Linked DNA regions of Mus musculus: region 1 is linked to region 2. Evidence: chromatin contacts called from public promoter capture Hi-C data. All regions are on one chromosome and are shown on one strand. The core of a region is the stretch at or near the end of the contact, and the rest is flanking DNA. Distances in the headings are between cores, read along the strand shown.

Region 1 (2,814 bases), core at 190-2,689, 3.6 Mb after region 2:
ACCAAATGGTAGTAGGGCATGAAAGGGAGAAGTCGCCGTGGTGCCTTTACCTTCGTGGTTGCTTTACCTTCGCTGTTTATTTACAGTGGCCCTGGGTTACAGCTAGGACCTAGAATCTCAGCGACATAAATTACAGGCGCCCCTTTTTTTTCTTTAATGGTATTGGAGTAAACCATTCAAGTTATGCATTTTGCTTTTTCCTTTTTTTTTTCATAACACCAATTGAAATACAAATGGCTAACCTGCACTCTTCTTAGTCTTTTAGAATGAATACTTTTCTGAATGGACTGCTGTGATTTGTGAAGGACATCGTCAGTGAGTTACAGTTTCTGGAAACCAACCTAAAAACAGTATTATTCTGGGTAGGAGTAAGTCCCAGCAACATAGGGAACTAAGGAAAGGGCTGGACGGGTTCCTGAGACCCTTGGAGTATTTATTATCACCGTTACAGTAGTAGCCCTCTTCTAATCCTAACCTTCCCCATGGCCCACCTCCAACCCTGGCACCTCCAACCTAGGACTAGGGCGCGACTGCGCACAGAGAAGGCGGCTGCGGTTCTCAGGTAGTGACAGGTGCAGTAACTTGGCTGGTTAAAGAACGAAAGATTTTGACCTTCCCGCAGCCCTGCTTGGGAGCTGGCAAAAGGCTTCTATGCAAAAGAGCGACGGGACTGAAGGAGAAAACCGGGGAGACCACAGAATGCACTGCTTGCTTGGCCTCGGGATTCATCCCAAACCTAAACTCCAGTTCCTCTGGTTCCAAAGATGATGTGAGCTGGTCCCAATGCAGCCAAGAGGGCAGCGCCGAGGTGCCTTCTGGAGGAACCCCGCCGTCAATCGGCCGCTAGGATTGCGCCCCAGATCTCTAAGCGCGTGGATCTCGGTCTTGAGTGGACCCAGGTCCCCGCGGCCGGCGTTAAAACGCTCTTGGCTGCAGCATGGGGCGCCCAGGATGCGGGGGCGAGCCACCCCATCACCCTGGGAGCCCAAGGGGAGTGCGGGGATAAGGAAGCAGAGAGCAGCACCCTGGAAACCCGGCTGGGTCTGCGGCGCCCCCCGGCAGGGTCAGAGGAGCAGAGAGCAAATCCGGCAACAAGTGGTAGGCACGGCCTCTATGGCAGGGCTAGCCGGGCGATAGCCGAGTAAAGCGTACCAGCGCGGGCTCCGCGGGCCTGCGACCCCCTAGGCCAGGTGCCGGCTGTGGGACTCCGACCCGCGCAGCCACCGCAGCCACCCGGGAACCGGCCGCCCGCCCCGCCACCCCGGACTCACTGCTGCACTCTTCGTCCCCGCACACTTTGAGGTCCGAGAAACGCCGTCCGTGGCTGAGATCCGACTGGCCCGGGACCCACCAGAGCGCCCCCAGCACGAACAGCCAGAAGAGCAGCCCCGGCGCCGCAGCCATGTTGTGGCCACCGCGGGCCCGGGTGACGCGGAGGCCGCCGGCGGGCGGTGTCGGGGGCGGGGCAGGAGCGGGCGGTGCCGGGGGAGGCGCCCAAGAGGCGGGCTGCTGCGAGTGACACGTCAGCAAGGGCTCAGCAAGGGATGCGCGGTGACTTGGAGGAGGCCTTGGCGTCCCTCCCGAACTGCTACCTTGACGACCGTCAGAGGCACCTTCCCCTCGCCCAATCGCAAGCCTCGACTCGGGCGCCTTCACAGACGACCCTCCGCGTCACCAGGTTCGTCACTCCGCATCTCAGCGCCATCCCAACAGGTTTTTCGTCTTCCTCCTACAGCTTCGGATTTCTGGTCCATGCTAAACAGCCATCTCTCTCCATCACTTCTTCCAACTACCGCTTTTAGTTCTGAACCGCCAAGTCCCACACAGGACTGGACACAGTGTGTAACTGATCCATGCACAACCCCCGACCCTAACACACACACTTCAAACTCCATGGGGTTCTTTGGGACCTCCATGGCTCTCTTTTAGTTCAGTGGAGTAGTGGGTGAGACAGTAAATTAGAAAGTGTCATCCTTTAAGGAGAGGGGTGGTGGACAGTGATCCTCTGCCCACGATCTTCAGATTCCTGTCGCTGTCCATAAAGGACATAAGAACATAAAGTCATTTAGTCTAGCACCAACGTGTTCAGCTTCCATCTCCTTTGACAGAACTGTAGGCCAGACCCACTCCGTGGCACACCCGAATGCCCTCATGTTGCCAATAGCTACTGTCTCAATGTTCTCCTTAAGCTTCCTTATAACTCCGTATTTCCAAGTAACATGCAATGGCTTTACCACAGACTGCCCTGTCTCTCTGTCCCTTTATCCTGTTTCCTGGCTTTCTTCCCCTCTTCTGTTAGGTTCACTCAAATAGAGCAGCCCACTCCTCCCACCCCTCAAATAACTCTATAGGAGCTATTGTTTATGTGGTGCTGGAGTCTGGGCGTGCTCACCGACAGTGCTGAGCTACATCCCCACTCTAACTTGTTTTGTTTCCGCTTGTTCTTCATTGCCTAGGGAGGTACCCGGGTCTTGTGATGTGCTCAACAACAATCTGCTGCATGAACCACAGTCCCGATGTAAACACACACACACACACACACACACACACACACACAGACTCCATGGAGTTCTTTCAGACCTCTAGTGCTCTCCCCACAGCAGCATCCTCAACACCAAATCTGCAGATACGTTTATTGTTAGATGGGGACATATCTGTCAGAGCGACTACATTCTCACCCCACTGTTTCCTGTTGTTCTGGGTGCCACCGGGGTATGAAAGCACACCAAAGTAATTTAAACGTCTTCTTATGTCTACAGAATAGAATTAAATAACATTCCATTGGTAGAAAAAGACGGATAAAATAGCATGAGA
Region 2 (2,902 bases), core at 354-2,853:
TCTTCTAAAGAATCCACGCTCTTTAAAAAATGTCTCCAACTGTCTATTAAAAAAAAAAGCACCCAAACTCAGCGACTTGGTTAGATCTCAGTGGCGGGGCTCGAGCTTAATAAGCTCGAGGTGGTAGCTTCGATCACTGGCATCAAAAATAAACAAAAATAACAACGCTCACTTTCCTATAACAACACACCTCTAAGAATGGCTGCCGTTTGCTTTAGGAACCGAAAAATCACAAGATCCCATGCTGGGGACACAACTCAAGTGGTGGAGCGCTTGCCTGACATGTGTGAGGACCTGGATGTGATTCTTCACGGTACCAAAAAGAAAGGTTCCACAAAGTCAACAAAAACCACCTGTCTCAAAAGGACCATGTGTGTACCTATCAATTCAAAAAGCAGAGTCGACTCTCCAAAAAGTCAACCAAAGGCAAAAGTCATGGGCCTTACAGCTCGCAGATGAGCTCCGGACACGGTTCTCTTAGATGTCCTGGACCAGATCCACTCAGCCCTGTGGCCCGCTTCGCGAGTGAAACTTTTTCCCCCGCCCAGGACTCACCCGAGCCAAGCACAGGACCATGTGGAGCTCACGCCAACGCCGGAGAGACTCGGAGCGCCCGCGGCTGTCCGCGGGGAACGCCCCACAAAGGTCTCCATCGCTCCGCTACACCCTGACGGCCCGGGGTCTCGAGTCAGACTCGTCCCGGGGGGCGGAGATCCCGCCCGCGGGCGCGGGAGACGAGCCCGGAGGCTCGACTCTGCGGCCATGTGCCGGCACCCGCCGCCAGGGTTATGTAACTAACGCCCGAGCGCTGGAACGAGCCGCACCGGTCGCGGCTCGCGGACGCCGCTTCCCCGCGAGGCGGTGCGCCCGGCCTAGGCCCCGGGCCTCGCCGCCCCGGCCGCCCCGCCCTCGGCGCGCGGGCCTGCGGTTCCCCACCCTACCTGAGCCCGCGGGCCAGGCCGCCAAGGGCCCCGGCGTCGCTGCTTCCGTGCGGTCCGTCACAGCATCTCCCGGGAGACACGGCCCGGCGCGCGCCCCGGGCCCGCGGAAGCCGCTTCTCGCTCAGTCTCTCGCCGGTCCCCTCAGGCCCCGGGTGCTCCTTCGCCCAATCCCGGCTTCGAACTCGTCCCACCGCCCGCGCCGCGTCCTCCCCGCTGGCGACTCGACTTACTGGGCTGGCACCGCTCGGGCCGCGCTCTGCGCATTACCCCGGGCGCACTGCCCGAACCCCACACACACAGCCTCTCCGCCCAGGGAAGGATCGTGGCCAGGGCGGGGATCCGATCGCAGATCGCGCTGCGGGGCTCGGACTTCTCGCGAGGGTTCCGGCCTCTGGCGCCGACTCCGCGGGAATTTTCAAACTTTCCCTACTAGGCCTTTCGCAAAGGGAGAAAACCGAGACGACGCCGGGAAGAAAGATTCATTTACGTACAGCAGGGTCTCTCCGCCTCCTAGGAGCAGATAGGCGAAAGACTACAAGTCCCATAGGGCTTTGTGCGCTGGGCGTAGTGTAGGGCGTGTCCGGCTTTGCGGAGCAAGGGCCGGCCTAATCTAGTGGCGGTTCCTGCTGGCAGCCAAGCGATAATCTTTCCGTCTATGACTGCTGCTCTTGCCTCCGTTTTTTCCGTTCTGTGCTCCAACTCTTCAAGGAAACGCACACACACACACAAAACCCAGACTTACTGAGAAACTCTTACTCTCATTTTTTTTTTTTTCTCAAAAAGCAGAGAGTTCAGGTCGCCTAGCCTAATCTTTTGTCATATATCTGACGCTGGGTAATTCTGCTGGCAGAGCTTCGTGCTTGGCATGCACGAAGCTGTAGGTTCCATTATGCCAAACCTATGTTTTCTTTTCGATTTGTTAGTATTGAGAGACGAGGAGTTGGGCAGACCCTTAGTAGACAAACAGGGACATGAGCCATGGCGAATTTCCAAGATGGCCAGCTTTTTTTAACCTCCTGATTTGAGACAAAAACCTGGCAAGCTTTTATCATCTACCTGCAGGTCACCTGCTGATGGACTGGTTCAATAAGTTCAAAGCCTGATTAGAACACGTTACACAACTGTAGTGGACCGATCAACCATCCATCCTTTCTGCCTTCAAACTGACCAACACTAAAGTAGGTCAGGGAGGTTTTAGAGGTTTTACAACCCCCAGGCCTCAAGAAGAGACTGGATTTTTCAGCTTCTCAAATCCCCTCTCTGTTTTGTAGAAGGTCTTTTTCTCTGTGTGTTTACTGCCTGCAATAAACGCCTTTTTAACTGCTAATTCTGCTACTGCTTGTTGTGCTTTGCCTTTTAACTCTTCTAGTCTTAACAGTTCTTTTTTTTTTTTTTTCCTTTCAGTTTGTTCTAGACATGGTTTCTCTGTGTAACAGCCCTGGCTATCTTGGAACTCTCTTAGTAGATGGGGCTGGCCTCAAACTCACAGAGATCTTCTTGCCTCTGTCTCCTGAGCCGTGGGATTAAAGACCTGAACCACCCTTTCATTCTTTTAACTATCAGTGAAAACAGATCCAATCAAGATCCCTAGACTGTATCATTTCTAGACTGTATCATTTCTAGACTGTATCATTTCTAGACTATCATTTGGAGCTCATCTTTGGGCTTTCTTCTGTAGACTATCAGTATCTCTCTTTGAAGCTAGACCCAGCACCAAAGAATTTTCAAACAAATGAAATAGAATGTGTCTTTATTACTGAGTTGTAAGAGCACAGGCAGAATCAGGAGGATCTCTGTGCGTTCAAGATCAGCCTGGTCTCCATAGTCGTTCCAAGGCTACATAGAGAAACCCTATCTCAAACAAACAAACAAACAAACAAACAAACAAACAAACAGAAGGGGGAAGAGAGAAGGAGAAGACATTAGTAGACTGCTTTAATCAGGAAAGCCTGTCTCTACTA

What was found. Promoter capture Hi-C pulls out the DNA fragments that hold promoters and counts their contacts.
Region 1: a contact with region 2 is called in a promoter capture Hi-C map of pre-B cells, with 7 times the contacts expected there. The contact joins the promoter of Mia3 here to the promoter of Ahctf1 in region 2. A contact is called at or near these places in 1 of 39 promoter capture datasets (pre-B cells) and 1 of 484 Hi-C or Micro-C datasets (CD4 T cells).

Annotation. Positions count from the first base shown.
Region 1 is chr1:183,368,126-183,370,939 of GRCm38.p6, forward strand. Mia3 (melanoma inhibitory activity 3) reads right to left here and starts at 1,440. Exons shown (of 26, transcript NM_177389.3): 1 at 1,272-1,440. The coding sequence starts at 1,404.
Region 2 is chr1:179,802,412-179,805,313 of GRCm38.p6, forward strand. It overlaps Ahctf1 (AT hook containing transcription factor 1), which reads right to left and starts at 1,604. Exons shown (of 36, transcript NM_026375.2): 1 at 942-1,604.